Regions from separate parts of the Oncorhynchus kisutch genome. Here region 1 is linked to region 2. A link is a contact called in public Hi-C data. All regions are on one chromosome and are shown on one strand. Each heading gives the region's core, a stretch centred on a gene start, on an enhancer-like site or on the middle of the called end of the contact. The rest is flanking DNA. Distances are from core to core; before and after follow the strand shown. Region 1 holds the start of nrde2 (NRDE-2, necessary for RNA interference, domain containing). Region 2 holds the start of LOC109904571 (tetratricopeptide repeat protein 7B).

Region 1 (7,242 bases), core at 4,500-6,999, 150 kb before region 2:
GACCTCGCTTTGTGCACAGGGCATTGTTATGCTGAAACAGGAAAGGGCATTTCCCCAACTATTGCCACAAAATTGGAAGCACAGAATTGTCAAGAATGTCATGTATGCTGAAGAGTCAAGATTTCCCTTCACTGGAACTAAGGGGCCTAGGCTGAACCATGAAAAACAGCCCCAAACCATTATTCACTATGCAGTCGGCAGGTTGCGTTCTCCTGGCATCCTCCAAACCCAGATTCGTCAGTCGGACTGGCACGTGGTGAAACGTGATTCATCAGTCCAGAGAGCGCGCTTCCTCTGCTCCAGAGTCCAATGGCTGCGAGCTTTACACCACTCCACCCGACGCTTGGGCTGCTCGCCCATGGAAACCCATTTCATCAAGCTTCCGACAAACAGTTATTGTGCTGACGTTGCTTCCAGAGGCAGTTTCGAACTCGGTAGTGAGTGTTGCAACTGAGGACAGACAATTTTTAAACGCTACGCGCTTAAGCACTCGCCTGTGCCGTTCTGTGAGCTTGTGTGGCCTACTACTTTGCGGCTGAGCTGTGTTTGCTACTAGACTTTTCCATTTCACAATAATAGCACTTACAGGTGACCGGGACAGCTCTAGCAGAGCAGAAATTTGACTGACTTGTTGGAAAAGGTGGCATCCTATGACAGTGCCACGTTGAAAGTCACTGAGCTCTTCAGTGAGGCCATTCTACTGCCAATGTTTGTTTATGGAGATTGCATGGCTGTGTGCTGGACTTATACACCTGGTGTGGCTGAAATAGCCAAATCCTCTAATATGAAGGGGTGTCCATATAGTGTACAGTGCATTCGGAAAGTATTCAGACCTTATTCAGGCATTATTCTAAAAATGACAGTGCATGTCAGAGCAAAAACCAAGCCATGAGGTCGAATGAATTGTCCGTAGAGCTCCCAAGACAGGATTGTGTTGAGGCAAAGATCTGAGGAACGGTACCAAAAAAAATGTCTGCAGCATTGAAGTTTCCCAAGAACACAGTGGCCTCCATCATTCTTAAATGGAAGAACTTTGGAACCACCAAGACTCTCCCGAGAGCTGGCCACCTGGCCAAACTGAGCAATCGGGGAAGAAGGGCCTTGAACCCGATGATCACTCTGATGGAGCTCCAGAGTTCTTCTCTGGAGATGGGAGAAACTTCCAGAAAGACAACCATCTCTGCAGCACTCCACCAATCAGGCCTTTATGGTACAGTGGCCAGACAGAAGACACACTCCTCAGTAAAAGGCCCGTCACAGGCTGCTTGGAGTTTAGCAAAAGGCACCTTAAGGACTCTCAGACCATGAGAAACCAGATTCTCTGGTCTGATGAAACTAAGATTCAACTCTTTGGCCTGAATGCCAAGTGTCACATCTAGAGGAAACTTGGCACCATCCCTATGGTGAAGCATGGTGGTGGCAGCATCATCATGCTGTGGGGATGTTTTTCAGCGGCAGGGACTGGGAGACTTGTCAGGATCGAGGGAAAGTTGAACGGAGCAAAGTACAGAGAGATCCTTGATGAAAACCTGCTCCAGAGTGATCAGGACCTCAGACTGGGGTGAAGATTCACCTTCCAACAAGACAACGACCCTAAGCACACAAACAAGACAATGCAGGAGTGGCTTCGTGACAAGTCTTTAAATGTCCTTGAGTGGTCCCAGCCAGAGCAAACTGAAAATAGCTGTGCAGCGATGCTCCCCATCCAACCTGACAAAGCTTGAGAAGATCTGCAGAGAAGAATGGGAGAAACTCCACATATACAGGTGTGCCAAGCTTGTAGTATCATACCCAAGAAGACTCAAGGCTGTAATCGCTGCCAAAGGTGCTTCAAACAAAGGGTCTGAATACTTATGGAAATGTGATATTTCCAGGGGGGGTTTTATAATACATTTGCACAAAATAATTTGTGGGGATTTGTGTGGAAAAACAATTTAATCAATTTTAGAATAAGGCTGTAATGTAACAAAATGTGGAAAAGGGGTCTGAATGCTTTCCCGAATGCACTGTACGTATGGCAACAATATATACCCCACAGTGAGCGTACATCCTAGGCATGTAATTATTAAATTCACTAAGTATGTAGGGCATAGAGTGCGCTCTGACAGGAAGGAAGGAATTTATAGCAGTTAAAAGCTTTGATTTCAGCACCCTGACTGTGACTGCAGGCTGAGGGCAGTCAGAGGGCTGAAGTAGTAAAACCATCTGTGAGAGATGGATTACTGCAGCGCTACAGACACAAAACTCTGTGCAGCTTTTATTATCACCCCCCCAACTCCACCCTCTGGCCACCCAAGCTCACGTGTGATGATGTGTACTGTAATGGAGCTGACTGACTCCCTCTCTGATTGACCTTGCGTTGGGAGCAGAACCAGGCAGGGGGGTAAACTAAACACTGCTGGCCAACAGATACCCTTGCAACACTATCGTGCCAACCTGAACCGTACGGTTATTTTCGCATTGTCCTTTCCAGTGCGAGTCCAGCGACAGTGATGGATGCGCAGCCAGGCCAGTGAGGTATAGCTCAGCTCTGTCCAGCTCAGTGGTGTGGACAGGGTAAGAGTGGGTTGATGATGGCTGACGGACAGCTACACCTGAGCTGAGCTGGCAGTAATGGTGGTGGTGCAGAGGTGAGGGGTGTTAGAGTGGGGAGGCAGAGGGTGGAAGGTGGTGCAGCGGAGGGGGAAGGAAGGTTACCTACCTAGCGATATCTCCTCTGTAAAGTGATTTGTACTCCCAGTTGGCACGGTCTGCTCTCCTGTCCACGCAGAAGGGCTGATCGGTGGGGGTCTGTAGGTCATCCAACCACACAAAAGACCCCTCCACCTGAAACTTCTCACTACAGACAGAAATAGTCCGGATCAATGAAGAGTATAGGCCACACCTCTAAAGAGGGGTGGGTGACGTAGCGAGTCAGCGTTTTCATGATTGGCACAAAAGACAATATAGGGTTAGTGGTGCTACATCACAAACATGATGCCATAATGGAAATTGATAAGAAAGCTTTTCATAAAACAGACATAACCGTTAAACATTGACAGTACAGTAACAGATTAGTCGTTAAATATTGCCAGTACAGTACAGATAAAAAAGAATGGCAACATTAGGATAATTTGACTGTAGCTTGAAGGATAAGTTACACAAGTCTCCTGTGGAGGAGCCAGTCCTTGAATTGAGAGAAAGAGAGACAGGTGTGTGTGTGTGGACGTGTTTAACTATTCTTGTGGGGACCAGAAGTCTCCACAAGAATAGTAAGCCGAACAAAAATTTGACCAACTGGGGACATTTTGTTAGTCCCCACGAGGTCAAATACTATTTCTAGGGGGTTTAGGGTTAAGGTTAGAATTAGTGTTAGGATTATGTTAAGGGTTCGTTTTAGGGTTAAAGTTAGGGTTAGGGTAAGAGTACGGGTGGGGGGTAATTTCATTGGCAGCTCAGAGACCACCAGGCTTGTTAAATTCAGAGTCTGAGTCAAGAAGAGCTACTCCAACTGGCAGTCAGCCAAGACCCCCAGAGTATACCTCCCCTAACGCACTGAGCCACGGACAATGAATCTCCCTCCTACCTGGAAACACTTCAATCCTGAAACAGAACAACTACTACAGTAATACCAGCCATGGGCAAGTATTCAAAAAGCATCTTACGGTAGGAGTGCTGGTCTAGGATCAACTCCCCCCCCCCCTCCCCCTGTCTAAATACTCATTCATTATGACATAAATTGCAAAACTGATCATATATATTCCTATTAGAGCATGTATCCTGGGTCTCACTGGGAACAAAATGAGTGAGGTCATACCTGGGAGGAGTGCTCTCAGCCTTTTTTAGGAGGTCACTGGGGTAGATAGTATCCGAATCTGAGCCACTGCTTGCTGGAGAGGGTTCTCCACTCTTCTTCTTGTGCTTCTTCTTTTTCTTCTTCTTCTTCTTCTTCTCCTTCTTTTTCTTCTTGTTGGATTGGACATCATTCTTATCCTCCCTCTCTGGTATAACGTGTCTGCTGAGAAATGTTAGTAGTATATATTTAAGTACAAATATCACAAGCTGTTGATTTTGGGGTGAAACTACCACCACGTCAATGCTGAGATCATATCCTCCCACAAAAGTATAAGATATTTGGAGGTAAACTTCTTATAATTGTGTAATAAAAACAAGATTGTGTAGTAAAATTCAAAGCTACTCAATAAAACCTCCATTGCTTCTCAAACGGGCAGAATGCCTTATCCTGTCTCCTGTACAATGGAGCATGTAATACTATTGAGTCACAGTGAAAGGGAAATAATTGAATAACGATTAAACACTTATGATAATAACACCTTGTTTCTGCCGATTGTGTTTCGTTGGCTTTCTCAGTGGCTCGTTGGTGAAGAGAGAGAGCGTCATCAGTGCGGAAACTTTGATTGCTCAGCCATTCTAGTTCTGAGGAGAGAGAAGAGGAATGTCAAATCAATCGCAATCAGTTCTCTAGGGCTTTTAAGCACAAGAATTCATCAGGTTTGGCAACAGCTTTTTTCAGAAGGAAGCCCACTGATACAGTAAATGCACTAAAGATAGTTATATGTCAAAGGGTTGTCATATCGCATTGTGCCAATGGGTTTAGAGTTAAATTTTATAAGGACATGATATAGTACACCTTTTTGGTTAGATTAAGGTTATGGTGAGGGCCCGATGGGCCAATGCACTGCTGACCTACAGTAAGTGAGTGTAGGTAAATTGTTTATCATGCTTATTCACCTGGCCACACCACTGAGTAACTAACGTTAATGTTTATCAAATTATAGCTATGGATGCATATTTTGGGGGATGTTATGTTACGAGCAGAGACACTTAGCTAGCTGTTGAATAATTGTGTTGTGACCAATGAAGCTAACAAGCAAGTAAAACTAGGACACTGACACTTTCAAGCAGGAACGTTGCACTTACGTTTAATTTCACTAGATCTCTCTTTGAAAAGCCGTCACAGAACGGTGGCTAACACATCCACTAAACATAAATAAAAATTTGTGGGTCTTACCTTTAGGTGCAATCTCAGCTTTTGTATTTGATAATCCTGCAAAAGCTGGAAATAGGGCCATGTTGATAGCCTCTGCGTGTAAACAGTCGCATGAATGTGACGTCATCTCGAACGCGCCTGTGGTTTGTTGGAGAGGTATTTTAGGAATCGCATAATTTTAGGCTGCTAAAATCCTGTTCTCTTGAATGCAAATTGTATGATTGAGCATGAGCACACAAACACACTTCCATAGACTGATTAAACCGTGATTATGCCTGGGACATATTGTTGCAGACTGCGAGATTATTGCCTAAAAGTAAATCTTGGTTTGAATGTAGTAGTTTAATTCACAAAATAGACTCAATCAGCACAGGATTTCTAATATTTTAATTGTATATTCCCTGATTGATACACCTGTCATTTTCAATTCCGCGACTAAAAGTAAATAGTTCCGTGTATGCTTGCGGTGACCAATCGCCGATCCCCACCATTCCTCCCAAAAAACTCCAATCGAGCCCCTGCCAGATCAGGATGTATGATTTTGAGGAACTAGACAGACTGAAAGAAACGTCTTGTCGACAGCAATAACTATAGTATTACAAAATGCTCTGTGATACAAAGTAGACTGTCCGGCCATACCGTTTTCCTAAACTACTCAGGTAATATTAGGCGCCATTGTTTGACGCATTGCAGATCCAACGTAGCCAATCGTGGGCTCCCGTACATTGGGCAGAATATTGCAGGTCCACTGTATCCAATGAGAAGCGCCGTCTCAAAAATAACTGCAATTTCTCCAGCGTCAACAGACACTGGCCACTGTTTTTGAGTATTCTTCCGCAGAGATAAAACAGAATAAAGTAGAGCGCCATGTTCCAGCTCGAGCGCATCAGAAACCTGTATATTCATAGGCACGGGATGCAGTGAGGAGTCACTGGACAGACCGGAATCTGTCGAATTATACTACAGCTGCACTGTTGGCCACATGACCAAAGCCAATGTCACAATTTATTTTGTGCCTATGTATGTCAATCATTTACAGATTTTTGTATTTACTGTTTTGGTTGTAAATATGACACCTTATTAGGTTTTAGTTTTTTTATAATCACAAAACAGCATGCAGGATTTGGATAATCAACCTAGCAATTATTTTCATACCCTGATCAATTTACAAATGCATGAACTGAATATATGCTGTTCACTTTATTTGAGAGTAATAAAATATAGGCTATAGATATTGAGTAGTGATCCCCTGAAGGCATGCTCCTTGTAATTTCATTTTTAGAAGAAATTATATATTTCGGATTTCATGACAAATGCTGAAAACAAGTTGATTCTGAGTTTGCAAAAACATTGGAAATAAATATATCATTTTCATCAGTTATAGCCAAACAGGCCAACTATAAAACTACATGATTTGTCATTTTGTCAATGACTGATATTGGGTAATGAATATTAATTCAATATGACAAATAGGCTAGCCTAAATAAACCTCTTATTGTCTGATTATCACCATCGGCCTATGTTGTTTTTAAAGTAATAATGTAATGCACATTTCATAGCTTCAATTATCATGAAGTGATGATGGAATGCCAGCTATTCTACCAACAACATCTTATGTGTACTTTTTCTTTTTAATACTCTGTCTGGTGTTGCTTATCTCCAATGCAACAATAACTCAAGGAATGGCTGGTCAAATCCAAATGTATTAATATATGAGTAGGAGTACTTGTACCAGTAAGTGTCAGATACTGTCTGTATGAAATAATAAATAAACACATTTGGTGAGTGCTTATATTTGTCCTATTTCACATATGTAGGCCACAAGTGATTATTATATGCATATGTGAATTGGAAATGTTTTTTTTTTTTTGTATATCCCAACTCCCCTGAGACACTCTTGGAGAGTATATCAACAGCTACTCTGGAGCAATTAGGGTTAAGTGCCTTGGCAGATTGCTCACATTGTCAGCTCTGGGATTCAAACTAGTGACCCTTTGGTTACTGACCCAATGCTCTTACCGCTAGGCTTCCTGGCACCAAAGGCAAATTGGTCACTGGTCTGTGTTGTTCTATGTGTGTGGCTTTAGGTTTTTGTGCCACTGCACTGTACACTGTCCTTCTCTCAGCACATATCAAAGCTGAAGTAACCCTGATTCATATTGCCATTTTACCCATGCTAGATTACGGAGACATCATTTATAGATCGGCAGGTAAGGGTGCTCTCGAGCGGCTAGATGTTCTTTACCATTCGG
Region 2 (7,269 bases), core at 3,165-5,664:
CTTTTCAAACAACGCATTAATAATAGATAATAGCCTTAATAACTCATTCATTATAAATAGCTCTAGCCTCTGGAATTACACAAGACTACTCCAACTGTGTGACGCTCAAATAGAGCCATTCACTAAAAGGGTCCAAACAATATAAGCCAAACGGTTCTTCCATCAACCCCACATGATTCATTTACACACCCTGAAACCTCTAGTACCATAGAGGTGCAGATGTCTTCTCTTTATAGGACATGACTGGAACATGAACACTGATGCAAGAGAGAAAGACAGAGAGGGATTGAAGTAGAGAGGGGAGGAGAGCTATACATAGATAAAGAAACAGAAAGACAGAGAGGGATGGAGAGAGAGAGAGAGAGAGGGGAGGAGAGAGAGAGAGAGTTATAGATAAGCAAAGAAACAGAAAGACAGAGGAGGCAGAGACAAACAGATGGAGAGATTAACATGCTCTGTCACAGATGGACGGACCGCCACCATGGATGGATGGATGGAGAGAGAGCGAGAGAGAGAGATAGAGATCTGCAAAGATGGATGTATGCAGCCATGCTTGTCTTTGCCTTATAAAGATTTCCTGTGGTGGAGATGCGGGTATGTTAATGACTGGAGCCGGGGGGTTCTGTTGTCATTGTATGGCTCTGCTCTCTCTGCTGCCGTGCCAGATAACTTATTCATGCCACTGTGGCACTCTCACAGCCTAATGGGCTCCTGTGTTACTCTAAACAGGCCGGCCTGACCTCCTCCTCCCCTCCACTCCTCTCAATTAGGACGCTCATTAAAATTAAAACAGCAGTAATGTCTTCCCATTCCCGCCATCGGACAAACAAGATGGCTGGTCCAGACAAAGTCACACAAAATGACAAATGAACTCAGGTTAGCTATCCATCAACACTGCCTTACACAGCCAACAAATGACTATATAAGAAATGATGCTGTTTAACATAAAAGAGAGCTTCATCTGAAGAGACTTCCTTCCATTCTAGATGTTTCCGGCTATAAAGTCAGCTTGCCTAAATTCAGGTCAAGCCCTAATGTTTCAATGCTTCACTCCATATACACAGTATGATTGCAGGCAATACGGCCCGGGGAGGAGACGTGTGTATGCCTATGTGGGGGTGGGGTTGCCTACGCAATGCAGTCGCTCCACAGTGATGTATGCTGTATGGGCAACTGCTTGCATCATCGGTCGGTCTGTGTAAATCCTAGGATAGGCTGCTGTATGTATAGAGGGGGACAGATTTGTGTGTGTGTGCATACTAGGCTGCTGTATTGAGGGGCTCCACACTACAACAGACAGACAGACAAGTCTGTCTGTCTGTGTGAGGACTCCTCTCTGCATGAGCAAACATAAGCATAGTGAACAGTGAACCTCTACTGCCACCATATGGCCCATCAACACATTGCAGGGTATACTAGCTCAAACAGAGGACTGGTGCTGCTCTGTCAATTTCCTCTTTACAGAGACAATGGAGACCATTTTTCCTCCATGTCATGTCCATTTTAATATACACACTAGATTTAGATACAGCAACAGACTCTATTATAGGACATTTAAAACTCCATTACTTATCCATCAAAACCATCTCCATTTTACAGCAGGTCATTCAAACATCCCCTTGTATTAGTGCAGAATTCTGAGGGGAAAGCCTGAGCAAGCCTCCACAGACAGGGACTGCATAATGAGGTAGGTCACATTGTGTTCTCATCAGCTAAGCTAATTGTCCCTCTGGCAAGCATACAGTGACAGAGTTCAGGGGTGCAACGGCAGGGCGGGCACCAGGTTAAGACTCAGACTGACCAGACCAGCAGAGTTAGGTAATACATTCACCCCAGCACTTTCTCAATACATGACTGAGGCAGTGGAAGAACAGAGGGCTTCAGCACCACAGATTAGGCTCAATGTCCTTTAGAATAGACAAATTCACCAAATTACTAGAATGAATGTGTCGAGTACTGAAGCGGAGTTGAGATTGAAGCTGAAATTTGGTAGTAGAATAGACGGTATGGTTTTGCAGTGTTTCCCCTACCATAGATCTGTTCCCCTGGACAATTTTGTTGCATAGATTTCGAATTGGGAAATACTGGCAGGGTTTTCCAGCACAGGACCTTTTTGGGCAGGCAACCCAAAGGTTTTCTCGTGGCCACTGCCACCACCTAAGCCCCTTTTTGAGCTAGGAAAAACCCTGACTGGTGTAATGTGAGGGCATTATGGCACCCTAAGCTCTTACCTTTGGTAGCGTATGCTTCGGCAATCATGGAGAGACGGTAGACGGGGGCTCCCACCAGTGCCAGCTCGTCCAGGGTCACTTTGCCATACTGGTTGAAGGCCTCACTCTAGTCTCCCTCCACATAGGACAGCTTGGCCATCAACATACTAGCCTCTTGCATGTAGTCCGGCTAGGCACAAAAGGAAAGAGAAGAGACAGTTACTGTGTAGCCATATGTTTTCTCCTGAACACAAAAATACATGTTCAGATTTCAGAGAAAAAGGGTGCATACAAGCAGCATGAGGGAGTGAGGCAGTAATATGAGGTTATACAATTCAAAGGGGATTCTCTCAGTTTGGGAAAGCAGTGAGTGTACAGCCAGATCCTGATTAAACCAGTGTTACCCTTTTGCAGGATTATAATACTGTTATAAGACTGGACTACACTGTTATAACACTTACAAGAGTAAACTAGACTGGAGACTGGACATATGACGAATACTAATGGCTAAAGGTGTTATATCATTAACATCTACCTTGAGGTTCCCTCGGTCCAGGGCAGCGGTCAGGTGCTTGCGGACCTCTACAAGCTGGGGTCTTGGGCCCCTCGGGCTGGCCCCCTGCTTGATGGGGTTCTTTTTGAGGTACTGCTGGAGCTTGGCTTCCCCCAGCAGCAGATTCCCCAGGTCATCTGAAACACAAACAGAGTTTAGTCTATACCTCCAGCAGTGGAGGCTCCTCAGAGGAGGAAGGGGAGGACCATCCTCAGTGAATTTCATTCAAATAAAAATAGTGAAACATTAAAAAAGTTACACTTTTTAGATAATATATTTAGTATAGTTTTCACATCACCAAATAATTTATTAAAACACACGGTTTTGCAATGAATGGCTACAGTTGCCTCAACAGCACTCTGTACAGTAGAGCCACTGTAGGAGGACAGCTAGTTTCCATCCTCCTCTGGCTACATTGACTTTAATACAAAACCTAGGAGGCTCATGGTTCTCACCCCCTTCTATAGACTGACACTTCTCTGTTCTCAATTACATTCAAATCAGCATTGAAAAAAAGTTTACGTTTGTTCCAACTGAGCGAGTCTGACCACAAGTCAGAGACCACTATGACACATCAAATGTGTGGATCACGGGAAAAGAGCAGGAATAGGCTTTTGTAGGCTACAGTCCAAGCTATGTCTTCCAATGTTGTGACTGCTGTTGGCATCCAAATATTATCAAACTTAAATAAACGCTTGGAGGATGCTTATCAATCATTGTTTTTTAAACCAGTGGACTGCCAGTGAAAGATGTGCTCTTGCAACAGCTGCATAGTGCGGATCCCAGCCTATGGAATAAAAGTGGCGCTTGTATTGCTCAATCTAATTCATGATTCCTTGAAACTTGTTATTTCGCACAGATTTCAATTTTGTTTATGTTGATTTCTGTAAGCCGCTCCATTGTGTATGATTAGGCCACTGATATGCAGGACTAAATATTCTTAAACTATTTATATGAAGTCTACCTATGCAACTGGTAAGATAGCTAGCTCAGTAAAATAATTTAGAACTATTTAATGAGTGAGAATTTTCAACAAGTATGCACTCTCTGTCCAAGTTAGTTAGATACAGTAGCTAGCCTAAAATGACAAAGTGAGTGCGTATGCACGATCAAAGAAGCTTCGGGTTTTCGCTAAATATAAACTATACCGGTGTGTTCAAGATCATTATTTAATTCTTACAGACGCATGACCTCTAGAAGTAGCTGGCTACTTGACAGCCACTCGCAAAGGAAGTTTCATTCACGTAGACGCGCTGACGTGGTTAGGAAAGCCCGTGGATTCCGTTCCCTGTCCAGGCCCCAAATCTTTAAGTGAACCGCAGAGCAAATCTTAACACTTGATATTAGTTTGGCAGAGAGCTGCCGTACAAGCTCTGGTATCTTGTCCCATTGCCCCTTTGGAACGGCTTCGTTCTATCTCTGTCTCGAGTCGTGACCCAGACTTTCTCGCTGTCATGTTCAATTCAGACTCTAGCAGAGACCAAAACACAACAGGACTGCCAAGATGGCTGCTTGAACAGACGCTTTTTTACCGAGCTCCGTACCAAACTTCAGAAAGATTGTGAAAATTGTTTTTTTTTCTTTAAAGTTTAGTCATTATTTTTATTTGTTCAAGATATAAGACCTTTCCTGTGACTGGAATGATAATTGGATAATTTATTTCAGCATGTCCATGCAAAGTCGTGACAAAAAAAGAAAGGAAAAAGTTAGCCGTTCTATTGCTAATCAACAAGAGAGAAACGTGCTTATAGACAACTGCCATAACTACACTTGGCCTATGGATAATATCATGCTTTCGAATGCTGAAGATGACGAATTCCCCTCTTTACCGGTTACTCCGTGCAAACCTCCACCCTCCAAAAAACCCAACATGAACTCTGACATCGTGGCTACCCTCTCCTTACTCATCAACTCCAGGTGTGACGCCATTGAAAAAATGGTAGGCGCGAACACCATGGTTATCGAAGGCTTGAAAAAGACCGTGGAGTTTGCATGTGGTGAAATTAATGATGTGAAAACGAGAGTGGCAAAAGTTGAAAAAAATGTGGAAAGGGTGGAAAAGAATAACAATGTCTACCATAGACGTCTCACTGATCTGGAACAATACACAAGAAAATGGAACCTGAGACTCTACGGCTTGCCAGAGGTGGAGAATGAAGATGTGCGAGGAGAGGCTATCCGTATCTGCCAAGAAGTTTTGCCTGCAGAGAAGAACAAAGTTGGTGATACCATCGACGTTGTACATCGCCTCGGCAAGAAGCAACAGCAAAGCGATTCAAGACCCAGGGGTATCATCATCCTATTCACTACCAGATTCTACAGGGATGCTGTCTGGAAAGCTGCTAGGAAGAACGCCTTCCTTCAGAGCCATGGTATGCGTTTCGCCGAGCATCTCAGCCCGGAAGACATAGAAAGAAGGAACAAGTTGTGGCCAACGATCAAGATAGCACGAAGTGAGGGGAAGGCTGCTTACTTCGTCGGAGGACGAGGTTTCATCAACGGTTCAGAAATCCATATTCCTCCCTAAAATCTCACCAGAAGGAACAGGTTGATGGTTTCAGCCATGGTATTCTCATTTTCCTTATGTGATTTACCTAACAAGCATCAGGTGACTATTTTAAAGGAATACTCAGGTATTTCAATTCATTAATTTGTTCTTGTATGACCAGAAGTCCTATTTTGTTTATAAACTTACGAAGAAGATTGAAAGCTGAATTTATGTTTTATGTATACAGTAACTAAGATACTGTCCTAAATGGCATACAGGTCTGCTCTGACTTTACACGGTTATTGTTCTATTTAGTTATTAATACTTATTTCCAAAAAAGGTCTTAGGAACGTTTATATGTAAAACATTTTGTTATACAATTATTTTATGATCAGTTTTCATATGTACTTAAAATAGTAGGTACCCTTTTATTTAAATTATTATTTATTTTATTTCTCAAAATAGTTCCTGATTACACTAAAGAGGCTTTTTAGTCTCTCTTACTACAAGAACCCTTGGTTTGGTCTTGAACATAATTTCCAGTTGAGTTGAATTTCAAAGGTTATGGAATAAGCTATTTTCACTTTAAATTGACTTAAATGGTGCAGATCTCGGTTCCTTATCGTTTACGTTCACTGCTCCTACGTCTTTGACTCATCCTACTACAGTTTATACTTTTATATAATCTTTGTTGTTTTGTCTTTGTCTATATTATCTCTTAATGCTAGGGGGTTACGAAACAGTGTGAAGCGCAAGGCCTTATTTCTATTTGCTAAACAATTTCGAACAGATTTTTGCTTTTTTCAAGAGTCTCACTCAATTTCTGCTGATGCCAACTTCTGGAGGTCACAGTGGGGCAACGATATTTGGCTTTCCCATGGATCTGAACGCTCTGCTGGTGTCACTACAATGAAAAATACCTTTGGTGGTAATATTCTACACTCGGAATGTGACCCCTTTGGTCACTTTATTTGTCTTGTGATCAGTTACAATGACATTACATTCATTACTGTAAACTTCTACGGGTACAACACCAAACATGAGAATGATGAGTTGCTTGAATCTATAGAGAAACATATACTTCATTGGTTATCTAAATTTCCCAATTCGTTATTATTGATAGGAGGGGACTTTAACATTACAATAGATAATTCAACTGATAGATGGCCCCCAGGTAGGCCAACCAATCAGAATTTGGGTTTAATACTTTTTATGGAAAAGTTTGATCTTACTGATATATGGAGAGAGAGGTTTCCGGCCAAAAGATCTTTCACTTGGAGTAACAAAACAGGTTCCAGACAATCCAGAATAGATTTTTGGCTTATATCCAAATGTATTGATAGTGAGTGTGTTACTACAAATATTTGTACTACTCCCCTCACAGACCATAAGGCTATTTACATTGATATCAAAATATTTACCCCTGATACGAACCTTGGTAGAACATCCTACTGGAAGCTAAATGGCTCATTATTAAATAATGATATCGTTACATTTGAGGTTAAAGATCTGCTCTCACACTTTTGGAAAAGGGCTTGTGAAGAAAAATCTTATTGCAAGAACTGGGAGCTCTTTAAATTTGAGGTGTCCAAATATCTTAGAAAATATGGTAGTAATCTTGCTAAGACCAGAAGAGCTGAGGAGGAAAAGGTGATCATTAAGATAACTTCCCTTTCTCAGAGGTCCCCAGCTGACCTCTTGGGGGAGGAGAAGATGGAACTAATTGAGTTACAAAATAAACTGGATAATATATATAAATTAAAAGCAGAAGGAGCCTTTATTAGATCTAGGAAAAAATGGATTGAGGAGGGAGAACAGAATTCATCCTATTTCTTTAGACTTGAGAAATTTCACTCTAAAAATAACACTATCCATAAGTTAAACATTGATGGTGTTATTACAGATGACCAAAAATTAATCGCTAAATACTGCAGCAATTTTTACAGAAAATTGTATAGCTCTACGTACTGTCAGGAATCCACAGATGTGTTTTTTAACTCACTGAATAATGTTCACTC

What was found. Hi-C and Micro-C count contacts between places; a contact is called where the count stands out from the background.
Region 1: a contact with region 2 is called in a Hi-C map of muscle, with 10 times the contacts expected there. The contact joins the promoter of nrde2 here to the promoter of LOC109904571 in region 2. A contact is called at or near these places in 2 of 2 Hi-C or Micro-C datasets (liver and muscle).

The regions. Positions count from the first base shown.
Region 1 is chrLG14:20,175,137-20,182,378 of Okis_V2, reverse strand. nrde2 (NRDE-2, necessary for RNA interference, domain containing) reads right to left here and starts at 5,749. Exons shown (of 15, transcript XM_020501407.2): 1 at 5,630-5,749; 2 at 5,012-5,128; 3 at 4,314-4,416; 4 at 3,797-3,997; 5 at 2,702-2,839. The coding sequence starts at 5,117.
Region 2 is chrLG14:20,027,190-20,034,458 of Okis_V2, reverse strand. It overlaps LOC109904571 (tetratricopeptide repeat protein 7B), which reads right to left and starts at 4,414. Exons shown (of 22, transcript XM_031787605.1): 1 at 4,163-4,414; 2 at 4,101-4,161; 3 at 2,746-2,900; 4 at 2,232-2,400. The coding sequence starts at 4,219.